Regions from separate parts of the Triticum aestivum genome. Here region 1 is linked to region 2. Evidence: chromatin contacts called from public Hi-C data. All regions are on one chromosome and are shown on one strand. The core of a region is the stretch at or near the end of the contact, and the rest is flanking DNA. Distances in the headings are between cores, read along the strand shown. Region 1 holds the start of LOC123078870 (protein PLASTID TRANSCRIPTIONALLY ACTIVE 7). Region 2 holds the start of LOC123078864 (RNA polymerase II transcriptional coactivator KELP).

Evidence for each region. A called contact is a pair of places that touch in the nucleus more often than the background predicts.
Region 1: a contact with region 2 is called in a Hi-C map of leaf, with 7 times the contacts expected there. The contact joins the promoter of LOC123078870 here to the promoter of LOC123078864 in region 2. A contact is called at or near these places in 2 of 5 Hi-C or Micro-C datasets (both in leaf).

The regions. Positions count from the first base shown.
Region 1 is chr3D:356,990,687-356,993,634 of IWGSC CS RefSeq v2.1, forward strand. It overlaps LOC123078870 (protein PLASTID TRANSCRIPTIONALLY ACTIVE 7), which reads left to right and starts at 1,391. Exons shown (of 4, transcript XM_044501509.1): 1 at 1,391-1,613; 2 at 1,713-1,802; 3 at 2,764-2,948. The coding sequence starts at 1,482.
Region 2 is chr3D:356,537,768-356,540,467 of IWGSC CS RefSeq v2.1, forward strand. It overlaps LOC123078864 (RNA polymerase II transcriptional coactivator KELP), which reads left to right and starts at 1,404. Exons shown (of 3, transcript XM_044501504.1): 1 at 1,404-1,885; 2 at 1,970-2,075. The coding sequence starts at 1,508.

The sequences.
Region 1 (2,948 bases), core at 141-2,640, 450 kb after region 2:
TTGTATTTGTGCGAAAATTAGAAACAGGAATATTTTTTAACTTCTGAGAAGTTCATGATTTCTTGTTGTGTTATAGTGGGCCGGCCCAGATTCTTGTCTCTTAGTGTAAAGGTTATCCCGGACGGGATTATCTTATTTCTAGTGTGGCAAACAGGTCTAGGGTCCAAAATAGACCGGGATTACAAGTTCAGAGTGCCAATTTCCGGGATTCAAAGTTCAGGGTTTGATTTAGCTTTCACCTACAATTTTAAGGTTTATTTTGGACTTACGGCAATGTTATCACCCTCGAACTTCGTCAGAACTCCTATTATGCACCTGTTGCGGCGGAATGTCGCTAGATTATGCGTTGGGCCGAGTCCAATTGTGTTCTCTTGCCTCTTTTTTTGTCTTATTGTTTGTCTATAAAAAATAGTCGTCGTTAATGACCAAAAAAAATCAGCTAGTAGTTTTTTTGATAGATTTGAAAAGGTTCATGAATGCAAATTTTAGAAATATTCACAATTTTGAGTTTGCGTTTCTCTCTGAATTTTAAAAAATGTGTATAAATTTTAAAACTTCATGAATTTCTAAACAATATGTTCACATTTTAATAAATGATCTTGAAATTCAAATAATTCATAAAATTGTAAAACAAGTTGTGAATATTTTTTAGAAATAATTTTTGTAGAAAGTTTTCAATCAAAAATTCAAGATATTTATAAAAAAATCATTTTGTTGGAAAAACCTGTGTTAAAATAAATTAAAATTTAAAAGGCAAAAGGAAAGAAACTCACGAATTAAATGTTTTTAATTGTAAAATATTGGTGTATCCCAAAAAGGTTCACAAATTTTAAAAAAGAGTTTCCTTTGAAAATTGGTTTATTTTTATTTTTTTGTCAAAGTACCTAACAACAATGCATGCACCACACTTTATTTATATGATAGTTGCAACTAACCTCAGATTACAAAATAAAAAATGGCGACATATTTTACACACGTTTAGGCTCTTGTTTTGCAAGTAACAAGCCTACTCCTATTTTGTTTGAAATTATATCACCAAAGAGTTACAATGATCAAGTAATGGGGCAACTGCCGAGTTTGGGGCGAATTCGAATAGTTGGGGTGGACAATAATTTTTTTCAAAAAAAAATCATGAACTTTGAAATTTTTTCATCTTGTACGAGGAATTTTTTAAAATTAAATAAAAATGCTTCAATGACTGAACACGTTTTAGAAAATGTATGAAACTTTCAAAAAAAAGTGTGTGATATGAGCCCAGTTTCTGACGCTCTGTGCGTTTCCCCAGCGTTTTAACGCTTGGAGCGTTGGGGGCTCTCCTCCAATGGTCTGTCGCTGGGCCCTTAGGGTTTATTTGGGCTATCCTGGAAGCCCATATATTGGTGCCATCCCTCAAAAAAAGAAAAGCAGCGCTTGCTCGTGCCCAAACGGCTCGATAACTGGATGAGGTAAGAAACAGCCTCGCGAACATCCCGGTCCAAAAAATGGCCATGGCAATGGCCGCTTCCTTCGCCGCCCGCCACCACCACGGGCACCTCGCCGCCGGCCTCCCCTCCACCCCTCAATCGGGCGGAAGGACTAGCCGCAGCGCTGCCACCATCTCCATGAAGGCTCAGGTGGAAGCCCGACCCAGGCAACCTACTTCCCTTCCCCTTTTCTTCTCCTCCTCGCCCAACTGACGCAATCCTTATCATGCTGTTTCCATTATCTCGTAGAAAAAGCAGAGCAGTGAGCCTGGAAGTGGGAAGGGGGGCGGGGACGGGCGAGTAAGCGGTGGGCGGCGAGTGTGGCGTCGCCGGAAACTGGTATGCGCAACAGCCGAACAAGGCGGTCTCCTCATCTCTGCGTGGTTGTTTCTGTTGGAACTAGGACGGTGAATAATCGAAGGACGAGCTTGCTGCCGGATAAAATACGATTGGGCCTAGAACTTTTGCGTCGTAGGTTGGGCATAGTGGTGTTCAGGAGGCCCGAGAACCATCATTCGGCGTCCATTACCATGTGGTATTTGATAAAATCTAAACCACAGGATAAATGATTGGCTTGTGTTCGTCGAAGTTCAGTACAGGGGTACATATTTATAGCTCTGCTTTTAGCAGTCACTGAGCCAGACGCTCACTGAATCGCGCATCGTGGGCTAGTTACAGGCTAAGACAAGTCACAGAATAACTGAACGTGTGACAAGCTAATGTAACAGCACAACACTGAATCAAGGTGTACACTTAACAGGTTTAATCGCTTGCACACATTTACGATTTGGAGAGTTGTGTGATTGCTTATTCCGTTATGATAAGTTACGCGATGTATTATCGGTTTTGTGCAGGCCCTTTGGTCATGCTGGCTCATGACCTTGCATTGAATTGCAGGTTGTTTCAAACTGTCAAATAAGAAGTCAGCGGCTGTTATACTGCAGACTTCTTTCCCAACCAATTTACGCCGCTGACTTACACTATGCTTCTTCTAGACAGTTCGTTCATTGTTATAGGAAGTAGGAACGAGCTGCCTTCTTTTCCTTTTAGGTAAACTGTGTCACATGTTCAGCACTGCTTGGCCATTTCCGAGCAGTTATGCAGGTATGCAAGCAGCTGTATATCACACATTTGTTGTTTACATAGACAATAAAATTTCCATGGGATAAAATCAGATGAAATGGAATAGTGAGCATTGTTGACATGCTTTAGAAATTTCACATTCTTTTTCCTTATTTCCATGTTATTTGCTAGCGTCATAGTGGTATCATGCTTAAAAATCCCCTTTCGTTTTTGGCAGACCAAAGAGGATGACATGTTGCGTTACAAGTTGGATCGTATCCCTTTCTTAGAAGAGAAAGTGAGAAAAGTAAGGGGAAATGGGAAGCTTGTGTGCTTGGATATCAACCAGCTCATGTTATCTCAAGAGAACAGATTCGCATTCACAATGGAGGTGGCAGAAGAAGCTAACGCCTATCTTGAGAA
Region 2 (2,700 bases), core at 154-2,653:
GCCCATTTGCGGAATCTACTATATCGGGCGCAGAGGGCGCCGAATAGGACGCATTTCCTAAACGGCGCCTGGGCGCACACCCCCGCGCCGTCTTGGGCCGGCCCGTTTTTTTTTCCTATTGAAACTAGAGCAAAATTAACGTGAGCTAGCGAGGGATCGAACACTGGATCGCTCGATTGAATGTGGAGCGCACTCACCACCAGGATAAGAACGCGTCTATGTCCACAAACTTCTTTCTTTTCTTTTTTAATCTTTATCTAGGTCGTTCGCTGGTCAATTTCTGGGTGTGTTTTTTCTCTGGTTACTTTTTCATGTTTCTTTTCTTCTTTCCTTAAATGCGCCAACTTTTTATTAAATTCGTGAACTTTTTCAATTTCGATGAACTTTTTTCAAATTCAATGAACTTTTATCAAAATCGATGAACTTATTTTCAAATTCAATGAACTGTTATAAAATTCGATGAACTTATTTTTCAAATTTGATGAACTTATTTCAAAATCGATGAACTTATTTTCAAATTCAATGAACTGTTATCAAAATTGATGAACTAACTTTTCAAATTTGATGAACTTTTTTCAAATTCAATGAACTTTTTATCAAATTTGTGAACTTTTTTTCAATTTCGATGAACTTTATCGAAATTGCTGAACTTATTTTCAAATTCGGTGATCCTTTTTTCAAATTCAATGAACTTTTTTCAAATTCAATGAATAATTTAAAACCAATGAACAATTTTCAAATCCGTTGATTTTTTTTCATATTCGATGAATTTTTTTCAGATTTGATGAACATTTTTTCCCAAATTCCATGAATCTTTTTTCCAAATCGATGAACTTTTTTTCAAAATTGATGAACTTTTTTCAAAACTGATGAACATTTTTTCAAAATCGTTTAATCTTTTTAAAAATTTGTGAATTTTTTAGAAAAATGGTGAACTAGTTTTCAAAATCAATGAACTTATTTTTCAGAACCAATGAACTTTTCAACTAATTTTCAGATTTTACGTTAATGTTTTCACTGAATAACGGTTAAGTAGAACGTTTTCCTAGCTACAGAACATAAGAACGTATTTGGTCTAGTGGTTCTCGTGTCGGACAGAAAGAAGTGTGATCGTCAGTTCGAAACCCAGCTTTCGCAAATTTTCACGTTCATTTTCTCGCGTCGTGGTTTTCGGTCGAAGCTCACCTGGGCCGGCCCAGTAACGTGCGCTTCGAGCGCCGGTTAGGAGCCCCCCGAATAGGATCCAGCCCTAATTATTTACAAGCTTATAGCAAACAATTTTAGAGTTTATTTTGGGCCTCGGGTGGGCGCCCAGTTCCAACAGGCCCGGTATGCGCAGAATAATCCATTAACCGAATCTGACATTCACGGCCTGATACATCGGCCCGTAGCGGAGGAGCCTCTACTACTCTCCTCTCCCCCCATTCACTCCATCGACGAAGCGCACGGAGGGTAACTGCGCAGGAGGAAACCGGCGAAGGACGCGGCGGCGGCTCCGGGCGTGGACATGGACGAGAAGACGCAGGATAAAGTGGAGGCGGCGGTGCTGGAGATCCTGCGGGGCTCCGACATGGAGTCCCTGACGGAGTACAAGGTCCGCACCGCCGCCGCCGACCGCCTCGGCATCGACCTCGACCTCCCCCTCCACAAGCGCTTCGTGCGACGCCTCGTGGAGGACTACCTCAAGTCCCTCGCCGAAGAAGAAGACGAGAAGCAGAAGGGCGGCTCCCGCAAGGAGGGGAAAAAGAAACAGCAGCGTCAGGAGGAGGAAGGGCAGGAAGAGGATGAGGAGAAGGAGGGGGAAGAGGAGGAGGAGGAGGAGGAGGACAAGGGAGGTGAAGGAAAAAAGGAGTTCGACGATAATGGAGACCTCATCCTCTGCCGCGTGAGTTCAACTGTTCTCGCCTAAACATTGCTAGGGTTTAGTGCCGGGGCTAGGGTTTACGGTGCGATTTGTTTGCGTTTGCAGCTGTCGAAGAACAGGAGGGTGACGCTGCAGGAGTTTAAGGGCAAAACGCTGGTGTCTATCCGCGAGTACTACTTCAAGGACGGCAAGGAACTGCCCACCTCCAAAGGTGCTGCCAATCTCACAATTATTTCTTGAGCTCGAGGATTGGATTTCTGCTCGAATCCCAGATTTGAATATTTGTTTTGCTCAGTTCGAATGGCCTTTCGTCTTGGTATATTCACAGTTATGGCAAACCTGCTAGTTACGGCGACCTTGCAGCAATGTCGATTTGGTTGGGTTTTGTTTCAGGTTTCAGTCTTTGCAGGAAAGGGTGCATCAGTTGCCTGAAATCCACACTATCAGATTATGTCAAAACTGAAACACTTTATTGTCATTTTGTTTGCCATGTTCATCTGTTCATTAGCCTAATACATTCCACTTGCAAGTGGTGGATAGTATACCAGCGTTGAGGGGGAGTGTACCTTGGACTTAATGCGGCCATTAGCCTTGTACAAAGTCCCACCGTGTAAATTGTGTGGGACTTGCGAACACCATTATTTATTGAAACCAATTCTCTGTTGTCATTTTACCTGTGGCTACAAGTTATGCCATAAACTTAGCTTGTACAAAGTCCCCCTGTGTAAATTGTGCGGGACTTGCGAATATCGGTATTTATTGAAACCAATTTCTCTGTTGTCATTTTTACCTGTGGCTATTAGTTATGCCATAAAGATCCTGTGTTGATCAAACTA